Linked DNA regions of Danio rerio: region 2 is linked to region 1. A link is a contact called in public Hi-C data. All regions are on one chromosome and are shown on one strand. The core of a region is the stretch at or near the end of the contact, and the rest is flanking DNA. Distances in the headings are between cores, read along the strand shown. Region 1 holds the start of dimt1l (DIM1 dimethyladenosine transferase 1-like (S. cerevisiae)). Region 2 overlaps prkcz (protein kinase C, zeta).

Region 1 (7,030 bases), core at 3,772-6,271:
TTGCCGGAATGCTGCGCTGTGTGAATGCAGAAGGAAGATTGCCGGAAAAAGCGCGTCCATGTCTAGAACGTGCTGGACGTGAGACACCTGCTTTAGCCAATCAGAACAGTCAGACGCATTCACATGCGCGCGGTTTATGAGAATAAAAGCCTTTGAATATTTTTCCAGACACCTTTAGCTATTAGATGTTAGTCAGATAACGTTTCTATGTTCCTTCTTAATGCTAACTGTGTAAATAATTATCGATAAAATGTTTATGATAATCCGTTGTTTGTTTTTGCGTGTGCCTGTGAGCGCCAGCACACACACATATTATGAACATCCGACATGCGAAAGTGTTTCTCTATGTTTTCATTAGAGTTGTACTCAACACTTATCCATCCAAAGAGTTTGTAATGTAGTCGAATGTCTACAAACACAAGCGAAGCCGTTTAGAGGTCATTTCTGGTTAATGATGTCAGAATTTACCGGCATTTTGCGATGGATGTGTAAATGCTCTTTTCCGGAAAAATTCCGTAACGTCCTCGCCTGTGTGAACAGCGCTTTTTTCAATATACCGGTAAAGTCGTTCCGGAAATTTTCCGGATATTTACCGGTATCACTGTGTGAAAGGGGCTAATGAAAGTAAATGATGCAGTAGAGAATTAGTAATGTAAACTTGTCATATTAGAAATGTGTTTGCTTCCTTGTATCTCAGTTTCGATTTTTAAATGTAACATATGTTACAAATGTAAGGTGGGATCTCATTTTTTCCCTATAAAAACAGAAATGGGTTTCCATGATCAGCTGGTGAATTGAGGGACTTTACAAACCTTCATGAGATGGTCCACACGGGCCAGCAACTGTGTGTTGATGGACAGTCTGCAGTACAGCTTGTCTCCTGGTTTAGCCACCAAGCGCATTGCAAACTCCCTCTGAAACATCAGCACAGCACATCTAAACACACACACACACACACAAACACACACACACAAACACACACACACACACACACACACACACACACACACACACACACACACACACACACACACACACACACACACACACACACACACACAATAAAACCAACTCAAACAGAATAACAGCACTAATAATACTGATATTGTGATGAACTCAAACTTATCTACATCGAGTGTCATTTTCCACCAATTATGCTTCATTGTAAGTGTTTAGCATATTCATGAACAATACAAAACAGGCAAATCTGAGGCTTTAGCTAACTTGTGTGAATATAAGAAACCTTAAAGAATAATAATTATTATAATATAATTAAATAATAATAAATATTTTTTTTAAACTTTTTGTTTAAAGAATGAATCCTGCAGTCACATTTACTGACACATCCTACAAAAAAAAGTTCTTACCTAAAAAATGGCCTGTGGAGTAACAACTTGAACACAAAAGGCGATGAAATCTAAGGAAAAAAATCAAATGTGCGAATATCAGTGATTTTGTAACAATCTGCAGTACACTTCATTGACTAACATGACCCAACAATGACAAATACTTCTGAAGTGATAATTTCTCTGAAGTTCTTTGTTACTCTCAATTAAAGAGACAATGAACAAATAAAATTAAATTGAATGCATTATTTAACAAAAATCCTGACCTGTTGACCATTCATACTGTAGAAAGCACTGTTAGCACCAGAAAAGACCCACAATTAGTTGGAATATCAATGCAAATTAAACACTACATAAAATTCAATGCCTGTATGTTTAAGTTATTGCATTTATCTGACAACTAGAGTGGGCGACGCAGTGAGTAGCACGCCTCACAGCAAGAAGGTCGCTGGTTCGATCCTCGTCTCAGTTGGCGTTTCTGTGTGGAGTTTGCATGTTCTCCCTGCGTTCGCATGGGTTTCCTCCGGGTACTCCGGTTTCCCCCACAGTCCAAATACATGCAGTACAGGTGAATTGGGTAGGCTAAATTGTCTGTAGTGTATGAGTGTGTATGTGTGTATGTGTGGATGTTTCCCAGAGATGGGTTGCAGCTGGAAGAGCATCCGCTGTGTAAAAACTTGCTGGATAAGTTGGCGGTTCATTCCGCTGTGGCGACCCCAGAGTAATAAAGGGACTAAGCCGTCAAGAAAATGATTGAATGAATGAATGAATGAATAAATGAATGAATGAATGAATGAATGAATGACAACCATTGAGTTCCCATCTAGAGGAATTCATCTCAGTAAAGAAACTATGCATATATTTTCTGGGATTTCTTGGCATTGTGAATCATATTTTAAATTTTGATTTATTCAAACAATGAGTAAAAGATTCTTGTAAAATAATGCATTAAATTTATGTCATCATATTTTTATCATCTTAATGCTGGTCATACACTGCAATTATATGGTCAAGAGTGAACAAGACCTGTTTTTTTCTTTATGGTTACAGAATGAAAAAAGAAAACGGCATGAGTTTGGCATGAAAACCACATCAGAGTAAGCAAGTTTAAGTATTTAAAATTCGCTTTGAGTACATGTTCAGTGCTGTACAGCAGATGTACTCAGAAATCAGATCTACAGCAACTAAAGAGATAAACAAAATAATAAACAAAACATTACCTGATAAGGCAGATTAGCCACGCAGACATCAAAAAAGGGGAGTTCTGTTTTGAGGACGTCCCCGATGAGGATCTGAAGTTTGTTCTGCATTGGACTGTTCAATAAAAAGGATTTTTCGATTAAGCATGTGCTAAGTTTGTTGTTGGGGTAGTGATGATAAAGTTGTATGAAAAGTACTTACGTGCACTGGACTCTTTTTTGAAGCTCAGCAACAAGCCTGGTGTCCAACTCACACGCAACCACCTTTAAGTAAAAAGTAAACAATGAAATAACGGTTGGTTGAGTTCCAATAATATTTAAATTAGAAAGAAAACATCCATTAAAAGCTACTTACTTTCTTGGCTTTCTCCAGAAGTTTGACAGTCATGTTACCTGTTCCAGGACCAACTTCCAGAACAACGTCTGTTGGTCGCAGCGCTGCCTGAAAAATACATTTTGTTAATAAATAAATATGCTGATTATGATGTGCTGTAACAGTATAGACGTGCACTGAGAAAGCTCATTCAGCCTTAAAAGGAAATAGACAAACAATCCAGAAAAACTCATAATCCCTATTACTGACCTTCTCTATGATGCCGTTGACAACCAAAGGGTTTTTCAAAATATGCTGACCGATACCAGTATTAAACATAATTCCTGAAATATGGAACATGGGTTAATGTAATCCAATATTGAACAAAAAAAGTCAAAAGTATTTTTTGAATGGGTGAGTGAGATTACTTAAGGTAAAGTTGTCTATATTCCCACATTCAGACTTTATAATTTCAGTAAAGTATTCTTTGCCAATTCTAAATAGTAAAATCATATTAGCAGCCAGTGACTATCAAAATACAACACTGTTTACAGTTAAATAAATAACACTAATGTTTTTTAAAAGTCACACTTACATGGAATTTCTCACTGAATATTCCAACTAGCATGTCACAAACTGTCACTATTCAAAAAAGAATGAATGTGTGAATATAAAACCAACTTTACCCCGATGTGAGACTAGATTCAACTTTATTGTCATTATACATGTACAAGTACAAGGCAACGAAATGCAGTTTAGGTCTAACCAGGAGTGTGACAGCAGCAAGTACAGGATATAGGTATACTTTATAAAGTGCAACTATAGAAAAACTATGGAGACATTTACAGATGGATGTACTATGAACATAACTGGTTGTATTAAATATGAACAGAGATTTACAATAGATGAATGTGCACAGGCTGCTATTAATAATCAGAAATATGCAGATATATACAGTTGAAGTTAGAGTTATTAGCCCCCTGTATTATTAGACCCTGTTTATTTTTTTTCCCAATTTCTGTTTAACAGAGATATTTTTTTCAACACATTTCTAATTATAAACATAATAGTTTAAATAACTAATTTCTAATAACTGATTTATTTTATCTTTGCCATGATCAAGGTAGATAATATTTTACAAGACATTTTTCAAGACACTTCTACACAGCATAAAGTATTATGTTAAATAGGTTTACTAGGCAGGTTAGAATAATTAGGCAAGTTATTGAATAACAATGGTTTGTTCGGTAGACTATTGGAAAAAATATATATAGCCTAAAGGGGCTAATAATATTAACCCCAAAATGTTTCTTTTTAATTAAAAGCTGCTTTTAATCTGGCTGAAATAAAACAAATGAGATTTTCTCTAGAAGAGAAAATATTATCAGACATGCTGTGAAATTTCCCTTGATCTGTTAAACATAATTTTTAAAACATTAAAAAAAAAGAAAATATATATAAAACTCTGATTTAAGCTGTGTGAACAATTACAAACGTATATGTGCAGTGGACATGTACAATTCAAGATGAATTAGTTCAACAAAGTGCAATGAATACGTATAAATATTAAATAGTGCAGTGTTTATGGGGAGTAAGACCGACTGTTTTGCTTTGGGACATCACTGTTGTGAGAAAACTGAATATACACAGTAAACATATAAATATACTGTACATTTCCTGGTTTAATTTATAAATGTTAACTGGTGTTTTAGAGGTGCAAATACTGTATAAAATAAGTCAAAACAACTGGGATTAATTTATATACATGAGATGAATGAAAGTAAACATTTTGGACCTAAAAATAGCTATAATGCCTCCTCTTCTGTTTTGGAGTAAGAAGTGACCAGGAAGTGTTACTAGCAAGTTCTAAAAGGTTTATATTATTTAAATTTTAAATATATTACAGGTTTAACTTTGATTATTATATCTATAAGGGGACATTTGATTAAATGGTTTGACAGCATGCAGTACTAAAACATTTCAAACCAACCTTGACTCTTCACCTCCTGGTGTGTTCGAGACTTCTTCTCGGCTTTAACCTTCGGCATTTTGACAAATAATATCAGCGACAGTGAAAAGTAAGATGTAAATCACAAAAATACTTATACGTTTACAGCACCACAAACACGTGTAGAAGCTACAGGGTTTATTCTGTTTCCTTTCAGCTGATCTGGGAGGAAATTCGGTTGCGGTTGACCTTGCGCTCCCTCTGCCGTTCTGGAGGAGACGTGCAGGAACCGGAAGTGACCTTTCAGTGGGTTTTGCGGGTAGTACATTTTCGCGGCAATCCGAACGTGATGCAAAGACTGCTGAGGAATATGACAGCTGATTTTGACGTTTAATAAAAGGTAATCTTGTCATACAAGTCATTAAAACGTGTTCATTAGGATTGTCTTATTTCGAACTTGCTGTTATGTTGAGTAAAACTGTTTATAAAGCTAAATAAGTGAATTCGCGAGAGCGCCATTGTGTTTACGTTAGTATTTAGTGAGAGACTTAACATTTCTGACTGTTATAAGTCCGTTTTAATAATTGTGTGGTGTGAATGTTTTTGAAAAACCTGTTTTCTTTTTTAGGAGGTTGTTTTTTTACATTTGAACATCAGAGGACAATAACAATGGCTTCAGTCACTGCAGAGGACATCAAGTCTGAGCTGGACACTTTCAACATAGCCTTCAACAATGACACCATCGACAAAAGTAAATGTCCAATCTATTCATTGTGTGTGATTTTAGTATTGTTGACATGATTTAATGCTCTAAAATATATGCATCTCTTAATTTTAAACACACAAATATACATGTATGTGGTTGTGTGTTTGTAGGCAAGTACTTACAAATACACATTGAGGTAAATTTGGTTTTATGTTCACACATTAGGACTTTCTCCTTAATAATAATAACTTCAGAAATTATTTATTGCAAAAAAAAAACTGAAATCATATTAGCAGCAAATGACTATCAAAGTACAACATTGTTTGGAGTCAAATAAATAGTACCAGTGTTGTTTTCAAGTCATGCTTACATGTGATTTTAGACTGAATATTCAAATTACCATGCAGAGTTTTCAACTAACCCAAGTGGTTAAGATATTTTCTTGCTCTGCCAATATTTTTACTGGCCCCACCCAAAAAAAAAATAATTGCTATTTTTTTTAGCCACACATTTTAAAGAATGTGTCAAAAATAATCTAAGATGTATATATTTTTAAAATGTATTGTGAGCAAAATTCAAAGTGTTATGCAAACAAATAGAGCAGTATGGAAAATGTGCCGGTGTTTTATTGCAGCTCTACATTATTTAACAAATGGTGGCTGACTTGCCAAACTGAAAACTAACTGTGCAAACATTACTTCATTTTTTTCGTTGTGTTGTATCCACATCTGCTACTAAGAATTTAGAAACAAACGTTTTCGTTTAGCCTCATAATTTTATGCTACCGCCTCGTCGCTGAGACCAGAAACAAAAAAAACATGCTCACAACATCTAGTCACATAAGAGGACCCGAAAAGCAATATGGTGTTTTTGATATCACAGAGAAGGTAGCATTTAAAGGCTTAACAGCACAAACTGTTTCTCGATTCTAAGACTGTATTTCGACGCAATTGACATTGTCGCAGGCAAATTAAACTTTAGTAAGCACTGGTACGATTGGGCCAGTAACAATCCTGTCTACTGTCCTGAGCATTTCACACGCTGGCCTGGGCCATCTTCTTGTTGAGCCCTGCCACGGTGAACAATAAAGGGAGCATGTCACAAGTTGTCACTGAACGAATGTGCGAAAAACTTTACCTCAATTAAATACACATGACTTTTGTTTTTTTTTCTATTGTAGTGTTGGAGCAGTGTTTTTGTCACAGGCTGACGGGTGAAGAAATTGTATTCGAGTGGTTTGCTTTTAGCTCCACCAGAAAGCAGCTGCCGCTCACTCTCGAAAACCTGGACCAGTTTGAACAAGAAGTTAGTAAAATGACATTAAAAACTCCAACTGAAATTCTGCAGTGCTTTGAGATGCCAAAAATAAGATCCACAATGTTTCTATGCTTCATTTGCTTTAGAGCTAAACAATACAGTATTCCTGTATATCTTTTCAGCATTGATATTGCAATGTGTGAATCCTCAGTCACATTACATAGATATGCAATGTTGAGTTGACTTTGCGGTGTAATTTAT
Region 2 (7,017 bases), core at 525-3,024, 430 kb before region 1:
GTCGAGTGACTAGTAATGTTGGAAAAACTACTAGCCACAGTGGCTGGGGATCCAAAAATTTTAATGTCAAGCCCTGCTAACTGTTAGTAAACAGCTAATTAGTAGTTTAATAAGCTAGTAGTGTTAGTTAATGGCTTGTTAATAGTGTGAATCGTGACCTAAACTAAAGTGTTACAGTATTTTGTGGTAAATTTTATGCAACATGATCGAATCTACTTTAGTTTTCATCTGTTTTAATTTGATGAAATGCAAACACAAATTTTAATACATATTTTTTCCAATTAGTTACAGTATGTAAGTATACACTGTAAAACTCAAAAAGTTAAGGTAATTCAAGCAGTTTGAGGAAACCAATTGCTACAAACCATTTGAGTTCAAAAACTAATCCTAATGAGTACTGTGAACTTACTCCATTTGAGTAAACGAAGCAATTTGAGCACAGAAAAACCCAATCTAAGAGTTCACACTTAGCTGATAATCAAAGCGTATTTGGCATGCTGTCCCGGGATAGAGCCCTGAGCCTGTAATATCCTCGAGCCCGGGGCTCCTTCACGTTAGAAGGGCGAGAGGGAAGTTCAAGCTCAGGTAGGTCTCGAGAACTCCCCTGTCGCCGTGAGAAGTGTACTTTAGTTGATTGGCTATGGTTTATGTTTTTGGACGGTGGGAGGAAACCGTAGAACCTGGGGGAAACCTAAGCGAACACGGGGAGAACATGCAAACTCCGCACAGAAACATCAACCGGCCTGATAGGTTAGACCAGAGGTGTTCTTGCTGTGAGGCAACAGTGCTAGCCACTGGGCCACCGTGTCGCCCTGTCAGAAAAGGGGGAGAATGTAGGGGTGGAAAGGAGGGGGAGCTTCAAGACGAAGATAACTGGAGTGAAAAACTCTCATTATTTCTAATGCTTCCGTAATCATCTAATAGGACATATTACGGAGCTAATAAGGAGCCAGCCATGTTGATCATAAACACGTGATTCTCTCGAAATTATTTTATGAATAAACCACACTAAATGAAGACAACTCAAACCAGCTGAGTACTGTAAAACCCAATAAGTTAAGGCAACTCAAAGCATTTGAGGAAACCGATTGCTACAAACCGTTTTAGTTTTAAAAAAAAAACTAATCAAAATGAGTACTGTAAACTTACTCCATTTAAGTTGAAGTAATAAAGTATTTAATCAACTCATTACCTTCGACACTGAGTTCAAATCTCTTTTCAAATGAGTAGAATTAACTTTCAGTCAATTTTAAATAAACTACAATTATTTAATTTGATAAAGTTGACTGTTGGGTTTTATCAGTAAATTCATCGAAGATATGAAAAAATAAAAAATAATAATAAAAAGCACCTTTCATAAAGAAAGTAAATAAGGTTGATTTGGATTCACATTAGGGTAGCTGATATTGTGATTTAAAGAGAAAAAGATCCTGTAAAGCACATCTGCTGTGTCTTCATCATCATTATCATCATCTGTGTTGTTTTGCGCAGGATCCAGTCATGCCATCACAGGAGCCGCTGGTAGACGATGATAAAAGTGGAGAAGAAGTGGAGCTTCCCCCTGAGGACCCAGAGGACACAGACGCAAGTAGGTCTCCATCTCGCCTCTGTGTGCGTGTTTAGTGCTGTTTCTGTGAGTATCGGGGTCAGTGTGTCCTCTATCTGCCACTGAGGGCTCTGCTGACTGTAAGAGACTGGAGGTGATCAGCTGGGAGGAATTCACTTTCACACGCTTGAGAGAAACAGAGAGACCTGTGTGTGTGTCTGTCTGACAGAGTGGTGTGTGGCTCCCCCTGCTGGAGGCAGTGCTTCAATCATTTACAAGCTTTTAGAAATTCATAAATAAGATGGAAATTCATAATAATAATAATAACAACAACAACACCAAAAACAACAATAATAATAGTAATAATAATAATACTACTACTAATAATAATAATTATTATTATTGTTATTATTATTATTATTATTATTATTATTATTATTATTATTATTACTGTTGTTGTTATTATTATTATTATTATTATTATTATTATTATTATTATTGTTGTTGTTGTTGTTATTATTATTATAATTGTTATTATTATTATTATTATTATTATTGATGTAGTTGTTATTTTATTTTTGAAATGCTTTCTTCTATCTAAAATAGAAAATAAAATAATACATTTACTACCTCACAGCAAAAAGGTCGCTTTTTCGAGCCCCAGCTGGGTCAGTTGAAATTTCTGTGTGGGGTTTGCATGTTCTCCCCATGCAGGCGTGGGTTTCCTCCGAGTGCTAGGGTTTCCTCCACTGTCCAAAGACATGCAGTATAGGTGAATTGGATAAGCTAAACTGCTGTAGTGTATGAGTGTGAATGCAAGAGTGTATGGGTGTTTCCCAGTGTTGGATTGCTGCTGGAAGTGCATCCGCTGCGTAAAACACCTGATGGATAATTTGGTAGTTCATTCCGCTGTGGCGACCCCTGATTAATAAAGGGACTAAGACGAAAAGGAGATGAATGAATGAATGAATGATGATGATTATTATTATTATTAATGTAATAATACTATTATTGCTGATTATTAATAATTATTTTGACTAATTAATATAATACTTAATTTATTAAACAAATAAATGTTGCATCTGTCATCTGCATCTCCACAAATATATATTATTATTAATAAGTTATTGTTATTATCAAATTATTATACATATTATATTATTTTATATATAATAAGTATAATATGATATTATTGTTATTATTTAATGTTCACATACTTTCTCTTTACTTTGCTAAAAATACCCATATTAAATGTGTAATAATAATAATAATAATAATAATAATATAATACTAATAATATAATAATATATATATTCAAATAATGAATAAAACTAATTGATTATTTTACTGTTGTATTGAAATACTTAAACTATTTTATATTCTAATAAGCTTGGGACAAACAATAACAGAAAATAATATTGATTATTATTATTATGCATATAAAATGTAATATTAGTGTTATTTTTTAAATGCTCAAATAGTTTCTCTTTACTTTGCTATAGATTTACATATTACATTTATAATAATAATAATAAGAATATAAATATAAATAAATAAATACTATTTCCTAAAATGTAATAAAATATTTTCAAATTATTAATAAAATAAATAGATTACTTTACTGTTGTATTAAAATGCTTTATCTATTTTATTTCCTAATAAGCTCAGGACTAATAATAATAGTAAATGATACTGATTAATATTCTTCTCTTTCTCAGGCTCAGTTAAATCTGTTTTATTGGAATGAACATTTTCAGCTTTGCTACAGAAATACAATTGTGTACAACAACAATGCATAAATATTTAGATTTAAATAACTTTTAAGAGAAGAATAACATGAACAACATAAAAGAAAAAAAAATCAAGTAAAGTTTAAATAAATTAATAAATTAATTGATTAAATAAAGTTTTCTCCTTCTCTGTCTTTCAGTTCCAGTCCCTTTCTTAGCACACAACCGAAAGGTGGAGAAAGCTGAAGATGATTCAGAGGTGAGATTAATAAACACTCAGAAACATGCTCACATTCTCGATAACACATAGTCCACACACACATCCTTACTCTGCTGTTTGAGAGCAGGAATAAATGTACATGTATACAGTTGAAGTCACAATTATAAGCCCTTCTATGATTTATTTTATTATTATATTTTTTTTCTCCCAAAATATTTCTCATATGATGATTAACAGAGGAAGGAATTTCCACAGTATTTCTTATAATATTTTTTCTTCTGGAGAAAGTCTTGTTTGTTTTATTTCGGCTAGAATAAAAACAGTTGATTTTTTTTAAAGCATTTTAGGGTCAATTTTAGTAGCCCACTTAAGCAATATATTTTTTTCGATAGTCTACAGAACAAACTAATATTATACAACGACTTGCCTAATTACTCTAACTTGCCTTATTAACCTAGGTAAGCCTTTCAATGTCACTTTCAGCTGAATTCTAGTATCTTGAAAAATATCTTGTAAAATATTATATTAAATATTATTGTCATCATGGCAAAGATTAACAAAATCTCTGATATTAGAAATGAGTTATTAAAACTATGATGTTTACAAAAATCTTTCTGTCGTTAAACAGAAATTGGGGAAAACAATATACAGAGGGCTAATAATTCAGGAGGGTTAATAATTCAGACTTTAATATGTATGTGTGTCGTTACCTTACAGGACCTGAAGGCAGTGGTGGATGGTATCGAGGGCATTCAGATCTCTCAGTGTCTCGGTTTGGGGGATTTCGACCTGATTCGAGTCATTGGCAGAGGCAGTTACGCAAAAGTGCTGCTCGTCCGGCTCAAGAAGAACGAGCAGATTTACGCCATGAAGGTGGTGAAGAAAGAGCTGGTTCATGATGATGAGGTAAAACACTGTCACAAACACAGCGGCTGCGCTTTATACCTTTAAGTGCCCTTTTTTCTGTTTGTCAATTGCAAAAATGAGATTGTAAATATTTGTAGTATAAGCAGGGATAGTTCATCAAAAAATGTAAATTCTGTTGTTGTTTCTTTCTTCCTTTTTTTGAAGAATATTGGAAACTATTGACTTTTCCTGCTCTGGATGTCAGGTTTTCAACATTCTTTGAAATACCTTCTTTTTTTCTTTAACAGAAGAAATAATCTCATAAAAACAAGTTTGAGTCAAAAGTGAGTACATTTTTACTAACAGTGAAAATGCAGAAAGTTCTTAATAGTGTGTGCATAATTACCACAGAGTAATCTCTCCTTTCAAGTGAATTTTACCAATACTACTCTCAGGTTTGTATATAATCTTAATTAAAGGGATATTGCATCCAAAAATGAAAATTAACTCACTAAAGTGGTTCCATATGAGTTTTTTCTTCTGCTGAATGCAAAAATAAAAAGAATTTTGGGAACCTGAAAAAAATACAATGGAAGCCAATGATTACATGTTTCCAACATTCTTTAAAATATCTTCTTTTATGTTCAACGGAATTTTTTTTTTTAAACCGGTTAGAAAATTGTCGAAGGTGAGTAAACAATCACTGAAATGTCTTTTTAGGTGAATTATCCCTTTAGGAGAACATTTTAAGAGCTTTCGGCCACTTCAAATACTGAGTGATCTTTTTATTTTTGTTCCTTTTTAAAATCTGTGGTAAATGATCTGTTGTTGTTCTCATAATGCTATTAAACTCACACAAAATGATATTCAAGCTCAAACTTTTTTAAAATTATGCAAAGACTTATTTTTCTGTCCATTTTAGGCCATGGTAATACAACATTTAGCCTGTGAAAGAAAGTCAGGAATTTTTATATTTGGCTAAAAGTGGAAACCTAGACATTCATCGGAATGTGCATAATTTAGCATGTTTTCTTGATAAATATTTGTAAAATAAGATGAAAATAACATACTCAAACCAAAAAATTATTAAATGTCCACAAGAAGGGTTCAGTACTATAGAAATCGTCAAATTAAGGCAAAAGCATATTACCTACTGGAACCTTGTTGAATCTTACAGAACATTTAACACTAGTTATTAATGATTATACGCTAAATGAATTGAAGGTAATATTGTTTATGGGTCTTGGAATTTGTCCAATGTTTAAAGGAAAAAATGTGATATTGAATACTGAAAAAAGAATATTGACATCATAATTCTGCACATGTTGTAAGTACAGTTGTATTGGCGAGCAGTAGGTGGTGCTGTGGGACTGTGCTTAATTTCTATCACGTAATCCTCCCTCTATCACTCGCTTCACTTGTTGTTCACCTTCAGGTTTCTTAACCAGAACATTTGTATTAAACATAAAAAAACCTTAGTCTTACATTTTGTAAAATGGTTTGCTTGTGCCTAACGTTATTTGAAGCTTATGATCATTTATAATAAGGTTTTCCTGAACATGGTTGGAAACAAAAATAAGCCATTGGAAAAAGAGAAGAAAAGATACTAGAAGACAATAAGCAATTGGGAATGATAGCTAATTGATAAATGGAGTTTAAAGTGGAGTATAGTGGTTGTTTTCTAGGAGCATTTTTAAAATTGCCACAGAAGTTCAGATTACTCACTTTGTTTGTCACAAAATAATTACATGCGTCAGTCGCCTTTAAAACAGCCTTCTTGCGCCCACATTCAAACTGTCAGAGTTAAAATATAGCTTTTTTTATGTATTTGTATATATATTTAGGTTCTTGATAATGAACATTTCATGAAATAATTGGCAAATTAAACAAACTAAAATATTTTATGTTGATGCGTTTTTGTTTGATTGATTTTATTGAGTAATTTATTAATTTATTGTTTAAAAGTTTGAGTTCAGCAAAATGCATTTAATTGTTGTAATTTTAATTGTTATTCAGCGAGCATTTAATTGATAAAGTGTTACAGTACAGACATGATTACTATTTGTAAACATACTTTTCAGTTTGTTACAACCAAATACAGTTGAATTCAAAATTATTAGCCACCCTTTGATTTTTTTTTCTTTTTTAAATATTTCCCTAATGATGTTTAACAGAGCATGGAAATTTCCACAGTATATTTGATAATATTTTTCTTCTGGAGAAAGTCTTATTTGTTTTATTTCAACTAGAATAAAAGCAGTTTTTTAATTTTTTAAAAGCCATTTTAGGGACAAAATTATTAGCCCCTTTAAGCTATATTTTATTTCGATAGTCTACAGAACAAACTATCATTATACAATAACTTGCCCAATTATCCTAACCTGCCTAGTTAACCTACTTAACCTAGTTAAGCCTTTATATATATAGCTTTTTAGGTTATTGCTAATTAATTTTACATAGAAAAACATTAGAATTTCTATCTTATATATCAAAATAAAAATTTTATGTACTAGTTATTGTAATTTTCAAAAGTTAAATTTGATCAAATTATTTATTTATTGTTTAAGAGTTTGAGGTCAGCAAAATGCATTTTTAAGATAAATTAATATTTAATAATAATAATAATAATAAAAGTAATAATAATAATAATAATAATAATAATAAATATATAATAA

What was found. A called contact is a pair of places that touch in the nucleus more often than the background predicts.
Region 2: a contact with region 1 is called in a Hi-C map of embryo, with 3 times the contacts expected there. The contact joins the enhancer-like site here to the promoter of dimt1l in region 1. A contact is called at or near these places in 7 of 18 Hi-C or Micro-C datasets (caudal fin, embryo, fibroblasts and 3 more) and 1 of 4 datasets of contacts at active chromatin or transcription factors (caudal fin).

What each region holds. Positions count from the first base shown.
Region 1 is chr8:19,040,846-19,047,875 of GRCz12tu, reverse strand. It overlaps dimt1l (DIM1 dimethyladenosine transferase 1-like (S. cerevisiae)), which reads right to left and starts at 5,021. Exons shown (of 12, transcript NM_001003556.3): 1 at 4,849-5,021; 2 at 3,129-3,202; 3 at 2,901-2,987; 4 at 2,748-2,809; 5 at 2,567-2,660; 6 at 1,368-1,417; 7 at 813-936. The coding sequence starts at 4,906. It overlaps pola2 (polymerase (DNA directed), alpha 2), which reads left to right and starts at 5,107. Exons shown (of 19, transcript NM_199581.2): 1 at 5,107-5,206; 2 at 5,435-5,557; 3 at 6,693-6,817. The coding sequence starts at 5,476.
Region 2 is chr8:19,466,483-19,473,499 of GRCz12tu, reverse strand. prkcz (protein kinase C, zeta) reads left to right here. Exons shown (of 18, transcript NM_001030091.1): 7 at 1,492-1,588; 8 at 3,477-3,535; 9 at 4,214-4,402. Among named protein-coding and RNA genes, the nearest start is that of si:ch73-70k4.1, 81 kb to the right of the region's middle. Within about 2 kb of position 1,774, at least 9 of the 62 cell types and tissues checked have an H3K27ac peak or open chromatin away from gene starts, as enhancers often do.